Linked DNA regions of Mus musculus: region 1 is linked to region 2. A link is a contact called in public targeted proximity ligation data. All regions are on one chromosome and are shown on one strand. The core of a region is the stretch at or near the end of the contact, and the rest is flanking DNA. Distances in the headings are between cores, read along the strand shown.

The links.
Region 1: a targeted proximity ligation map of CD8 T cells shows a contact between it and region 2, with 21 read pairs. A contact is called at or near these places in 9 of 39 promoter capture datasets (the C10 cell line, the HPC-7 cell line, HPC-7-derived erythroid cells and 6 more), 4 of 484 Hi-C or Micro-C datasets (bone marrow-derived macrophages, cerebellar granule neurons and embryonic fibroblasts), 6 of 130 datasets of targeted methods (CD8 T cells, the NIH/3T3 cell line, bone marrow-derived macrophages and 1 more) and 3 of 9 other capture datasets (adipose tissue, liver and pancreatic islet).

What each region holds. Positions count from the first base shown.
Region 1 is chr19:10,879,611-10,883,070 of GRCm38.p6, reverse strand. It overlaps Tmem109 (transmembrane protein 109), which reads left to right and starts at 1,328. Exons shown (of 4, transcript NM_134142.1): 1 at 1,328-1,419.
Region 2 is chr19:10,761,886-10,765,380 of GRCm38.p6, reverse strand. The region is part of intron 1 of A430093F15Rik (RIKEN cDNA A430093F15 gene); the gene reads right to left. Among named protein-coding and RNA genes, the nearest start is that of A430093F15Rik, 23 kb to the right of the region's middle.

The sequences.
Region 1 (3,460 bases), core at 79-2,578, 120 kb before region 2:
CTTTCTGATTAGTGATATTATAGGATGGCTCCAGAAGTGACTGGGTTAGGAATATAATCTAGTAAAATATAACTATGAGCCACTAGGATTGCACCCTTTAGGGGAGGGCTAGGACAGGTCTTTCTTACTGTAAATGTAAGTTTCTAGTGAAGTTCTTAGAAACTTGTAGGTTTACAGCTGGGAAGAGAGAAACACCTAAAGTAGTTTTTGATTCTCAGTTGATGGGAGGTTTTAACAAGACTCCTAAGGGAAGTCCTCCTTTCCCTTCCAATGTTCCCATACATTTCTAATATGTGTGCCTATGTTAATTTCCCAAAAGGCACTTGCAAACTAAAACTAAGTCTAGAAAGAAACCAAAAACACCACTCCCACCCCCACCACCCCTGAGATCTTTTCCACTAAGGCACGCCTGACAACCCGGATTCAATCTCCGGGATCCACACAGCAGGAGAGAACTGACTTCCATAGGAGTATTGTATTGTGCCTGCACACCCGAACGCATGCATAGAATACATAACTACACGTAATTTTAAAATTTATGGGTTGGTGAGATGGTTCAGCGGTGAAGAGCACTAACTGCTCCTCCAGAGGTCCTGAGTTCAATTCCTAGCAACCACATGGTGGTTCACAACCCCCTGTAATGGAATCTGATGCCCTCTTCTGGTGTGTCTGAAGACAGCTACAGTGTATTCATATAAATAAACCTTTAAACAATTTTTACATCTCTGCCTACCTCATCCACAAAGCTACCTCAGTGTTCTAAGGTTTAAAACAAACAAACAAACAAAATAACCCCAGGGCACCTGGGTTGCTTTCCTTTCCCTAACAATTGTAAGCAAAGCTTTGGTGGTCACCCACACATTTTGGGTGAGGTTTTGCTCTCTTCCAGAGCATATGAGTTTCTCCAAGGCCGTACACCGTTCATGTGCCCACTAACACCTTGTGCCTTTCCCCCCTGATGTGCCATTTTTAGCGTGAAAGGTTTCTCAGCCCTCCAAGTGCTCGCCAGCGCCCCGCCTTAGGAACTGCACTTCCCGGGAGGAAACTGCCGCCCTAAATGCGTTGTAGACTCGGATCTGCACCGAATCCCGCATCGAGCACCAACTCTACCCACGCCACAGCCTCGACAGTTCTTTCTTTCCCCTTTCCTGCCAAAGGCTTCGCTTCCGTTCCAACTCCAATTTCCGGCGCCATTCTTCTCTTGGAAATATTTGGGAGGGAAAAAACACGTACAAACCATAATGGAGCGAGCAGAGCGCATGCGTCCACGATGCCTGCCAGAAAGACCTGCCAGTCTCCTCCGTCGACCGCCCCGCGCATGCGCAGACTATAAACCAACACCCCGGGAGTTGAGGCGCCGGTTTGGTGGCGCGTTTTCTAGCGAAGTCCCACGTGAAGGATAGCGGTGACCGGAGCAGGGTGAGTGAGGGCCGAGACCAGGGCTGTAGATGCAGCTTAAAGGACAGATTTGCAGGAGGTAACAGGGCGGAGCCGCAAGGCCTTGCGAGCCCTAGTGGGGAGGGGTCGAACGTGGAACGTGGGGCTTAACAAGTATGGGACCCAGATCCTCGTTGCTATGCAACCAGGGGCGTTGTTACTAGGTAACCCTGGAGGAGAGTGTTTCCCGGGATGAGTGGGTTCGAGCGCTGAGGTCTAGCCCTCCGGAGGGAGCAGCTGCCAGATTTGGGGGATGAGGCCAGTGCCGAACTGCACACCTCCCCCAGCCCCATGGTCCAGCCTCCTGCCGCCTCAGTTGGAGCCCCCCTCAGGGTATCCTGACCTCATGGGCCTCGCGACGCCACTATGGAGTGCTTGGCAGGGGATGTGCTGTTCGAAATAGCACATGCCACTGACCCTATTGCCTGGAGTCTGGGCCTTGGGAAGGGAGCGGCAAGGCTGCACACCCCCCCCCCCCCCCTTTGCAAACACCCTGCCCCACAAACAGTTGCTGGGTAGCAGCTGTCAGGGGTTTAGCGAGGGCTGCCTCCGACCTGCCAGAACGCTGACTTCATTCTCCTTAGTGGTGACTTCGCCACGTTTAGGACCTTCTATCTCAGCTGTGCTTCTCATGTGGCTGTCGTATATTTGGACTGACTATTCAAATAACCTCCTCCCCTTCCCTCCCCCCCCCCCCCCCGCCACCTCTCCATGTCTTTATGTCCTACACTTGTGGCTTCTTGGCAGGGCTTCTGATACTCATTTAGCAAGCACTTAGTCATTCTATGCTAGGTGCTGGGGATTCCAAGAAAAGTTAATGTCAAGTTAGTCTGAGAGTCACTGGGAGGCTGTGGGACAAACTTTGAACACAGTGCTTGCACAAATTATCTAACTTCTTGAAGTAACTCTTAACCCAGTTTCAACAGAACTTACATTTGAGGAGATTGAATTTCAGATAGGTTAAGTAACAGGTGTAAAGGTAGTGGCGGCTAACTTGTGATAGATCTGAACCTGTGTCCTTTGTACAGAGAGCTCTTAGGAGGCTTTGCTTAAAGTAGACTTTTCTCTGCGTTGCTGATCTTTGCAACCACTGTTTGATTATGCCTCAGGAATCCTGGGGAGCTTTAAAAACAAAACAAAAAGGCTGAGCTCCTCCCTGGGAGGGTCTGAGTGGGTTGCCTGGGTGGGGCAAACACCCTTGTTTAACAGGCTAGTCAGGCAGGTCAGATGGGCAATCCAGAGTGAGGATTGCAGATCCACAGGACTGCAGTGAGTAGTGAAGGAACCGTGGGGGCCAGCAGAGGGCACCAAGTTAGTTCTTGCCCCTGTAGTGATTTATAGCGAGAAAGGAAAAAGAAGAGGAAGGAGCACTGACTGGAGGTAGTGTGGACAGCCCCACCCCGCCCTGGCAGAGCAAACCACAGCTGAACATAGAGTGACGTCTCACCACCATAGTAAGTAAAGCAGTTCCCCAGCTGAGACTGTCCCTACTAAGCTGAATTGCAGCTGTCTGAACAGGAGTGGCCAGTCTCAGTGCTATCTCTGGCTGTCCCTTCTTACTCTCTTGGTGTGTAACCTGTAAACTCTCAGCGGGTGGGTCATCTTCCAGTATGAAGGCTTTTCTTGGGAGGTTTGGGTGTCTTCGGCTTTACGCTCGATGGTAGGTAATGGAACGGTATGTTCCCATAGGCAGAGAGCAGGTCTTACCAAGGCAGTGTGGACGTGTGGGACAAGCAAAAGGGCAAGCCTGAGCTGCTGGACTTGGGGACACGGTCCCTATTTCTGTTCTCAGCAAAATGGGGTGTCATGATAACTATAGGGCTGGTGAGATGCTCCATGGGGGGAAGGGACCTGCCACTAAGCCTAATGAACTGAGTCCGATCCCTGGGACCCACATGGTGGAAGGAGAGAACCAATTTGTTTAAGTTGGTCTTTGGCTTCCACACATGCAAACATACACACTTGTATACACACACTGTTCTTTTGTAACTAAGTGGTAAAGTGCTTGCCTACCTGTTAGCTC
Region 2 (3,495 bases), core at 216-2,715:
GGGGCCTAGCAAACACAGAAGTGGATGCTCACAGTCAGCTATTGGATGGAACACAGGGCCCCCAATGGAGGAGCTAGAGAAAGTATCCAAGGAGCTAAAGGGATCTGCAACCCTGTAGGTGCAACAACATTATGAACTAACCAGTAACCCGGAGCTCTTGACTCTAGCTGCATGTCGGCCATCACTGGAAAGAGAGGCCCATTGGACACGCAAACTTTATATGCCCCAGTACAGGGGAATGCCAGGGCCAAAAAATGGGAATAGGTGGGTAGGGAAGTGGGGGGGGGGGTATGGGGGACTTTTGGGATAGCATTGGAAATGTAATTGAGGAAAATACGTAATAAAAAATATTAAAAAAAAAAAAAAGGAGTGAAGACTTCTTAAGGTAAGCAGAGTAGGTGATGGCTCTCCCAACAGCATACTGTTAGGTTCAGGTTGCCTAGGCTCTCTGAACCCCAGCTTCCTCATATTCAAAGTAAAGATATTTTAAGGATCTACTAAAGTGATCTGGGTGGTCAAGATCACTACCTAATGCTTAACTATATAGCCAGGTACACAGCTCAGATAAGGCAAGAGCTGTGCTGGTGAGCTGTTCTAAGGGCTGATCTTCTCTGGCTCCATGGTCCTTCTGACCTATAAACACACTGTTCCTGCAGGTCTTTCCCCACCATCCCAGAACAGAAGTGGTAAAGTGAGAAATCAGGTCAAGGATTTTATCCAACCTGGCTGTAAGAGGAAGGCCAGGTTAACTCCAATTCATACTAGCCACACCACGCCTGTCTGTCTGTCTGTCTATCTATCTATCTATCTATCTATCTATCTATCTATCTATCTATCTTCCTATCTATCTACCTATCTACCTATCTATCTACCTATCTACCTATCTACCTATTTAGTGAATGGACATTAGGGAACAGCTTGGGGGAGTTAGCTCTCTCTTCTCACTACTGAGTCTTGGGGACCGAACTCAGATCTTCAGATTTAATTGTAAGCACCTTTACTGACTGAGCCATCTTACCAGCCCCATACCATGCACCTCTTAAACAAATGTTGAAGTTGTATAGAATCTGTACTGATGACTAGAATGCAAATTTGGGGCAAGTTTCAGATTCACCCCATTGCCAACCCCCAACTCCCACCAGAACTACTGAATAGCACTAACATTCCGTCAGGATCCCACCCAAAAAAGTCCCAGGTCATAAATATGTCAAGAGTCATGGAAAATGAGAAAATGGAAAAACAGAAAACAAAAGCCATCGCACCCCCACCCCCACTCCCCACCCCCCACCTCCCAATCATTCCCAGAAAAGCTTCACAAGGCTTATGTTCCCACTGTGCAACTTCCGGCAAGCTCCTGTTTGCGCAGCCAGTGAGAAACAGAACTCGTGCGATCTCCCTTTCGTACCCCCACTTGCTTGTTCTCTTATGACGATGGGTGGCTTAGCTGAGTTTCACAGCACCCTCAGAACGTGCCAGTGGGCTGGCTGAGACTCTCAGGGCTCGGTCTATCATCACATCTTGGTTGCGACCACAGAAAGATTCTGTCTTTTTTTTAAATCCTCAGTTCAAAGGTGGGTGATTCGTCAGGGCTGAAAGGTTCCGGATCGCTACTGTATATGACCATAACATCACATAAGCCCCCACGGCTCAGCCTCCGACCTCATCGGGCGCAAAGAAAACTCCCAGGTACTTTACCAGACACTCAGCGCACCATCCTGTTTGAAACATAGTCATTTGGCACTCGAGTTTCTCTGCCCATAGCAACAGAGCTTTGAGCTTCTGGAAGGGAAAAATGCATCCAAGAAGGATGACACACCATGACTCACACCACCAAGAGCTGGGAGGAGGTGGGAACTAGATCGGCATTATTCACACCTGATCTAAAACAAAGGTGGTCAGTGTAGGTCAGTGTCACTTCCTGCCGCTTTGCTTCCACGAGTGAGGCAAGCTACTAGGAGGGATGGCTGTCATACCACGTGGGTACATACTAGCCTAACCTGTCCTGTTACTTTGGTTTGAGTGCTAAAAACCAAATTCATATAGAAATAATAAGGGTGGTGACCAAGATGGTGACTCAATCCATAAAGTGCTAGACACGAAAGCATGAGGATCAGAGTTCAATTCCCTGAGCCCACATTTTATAAAAGACAGCTGTGATGGTTGCACTTGTAACCCTGGAGCTGGGGAAGGGAAGGCAGGTGGATTGATGGCAGCCAGTCTGGCTTAACCGATAAGTTTCTGGTCAAAGAAAGACCCTGGCTAAAAACAAACAAAAAAATGAATGATACCAAAGTAATGAAACAGGAGGTTGTACCCTGGTACAAACACACACAGATAAATATAAATGTATATAATATGAATAATAAAATATAAATAATAAAAACTTTTAAGGAAGTATCATTCTCCCCATCCCCCACCCCCACCCCAGGATCTCGTTATATAAATATCAGACTGTCCTCAAATTTGCTGTGTGACCAGCCTCAAAGTCATGATCCTCCTGCCTCATCCTCCTGAGTGCCAGGATCCTAGGCGCATGCCAAGCTTCCAATGAGCACCTCTCTAACAGTGGTGTCTCTGGGCTCCCTAATTCAACCTAGTGAGCATCTATAGCAAATTAAGTCAATGATCCACACTGAAGCTAAAGATGAGCCAAACACAGATGGAGCCTAGGCTCATGTGTGCAAGCTTCCAAGCCTCCACACTGCCTGGCGTTGCACAGGCCAGGGTTCACAGACAGGTTTCGATTCACACGCCAGATGAGATGATATTAACCACAGATGGTGGAGAGTTCAGATACAAGTCTGAGCATATCTGAACCCTGCAGACATAAGCATAGCAATTAATTAGTGCTGACTGTCCGGAGCACACGACTGGGGTCATCCTAAGTGTGTTATGTCATTTTGTCACTGGTGGGGACAACCTAAACAATCTCCCCCACCCCCTGCCACCCCAAACTAAATATCTGGAGGCAGGAGATCAGCTGTCCCTAGGCTGAGCCATTCTGCACACCAAGAATCTGGCTCACCTTTCTGTAGATGCCTCCGTCCATCTCACCCCGTTTTCTATTGAAAGCACCCCGTCACCATCTATGCTTCCACCCAGGAAACTGCAACCAGGAAACAGAGAGAAAAATCAAGATCCCGCTTGTCTTGATGGATTCATTTCGATACAACTTCACTCAAGAGCTAGCCGCTTCCTGATTTCACATGTTACCATCAAAGACAGGGGCCAGGGCAGAGGGGTGTGTGTGTGTGTAGGGGGAGGGGGCTCCTCTGCAGCAAGCTGAGCTGAGCTTCCCCAGGTAAAAGCTATTCTGGGATGACAATGCTCCAGCAGCCAACAGAGGGGTCATCCTGGACTGCCACCTACTGTCCCTCCCCACGGGCTCCTACTGCCATCTCTGGCAAAGGCCAACAAGAATCCTTTAGTGCAGAAATAAAAAGCAAGATTCAGAAATGGCAGTGAGTGGTGTGGCCTTGGCTGTGCAGCAAAGCT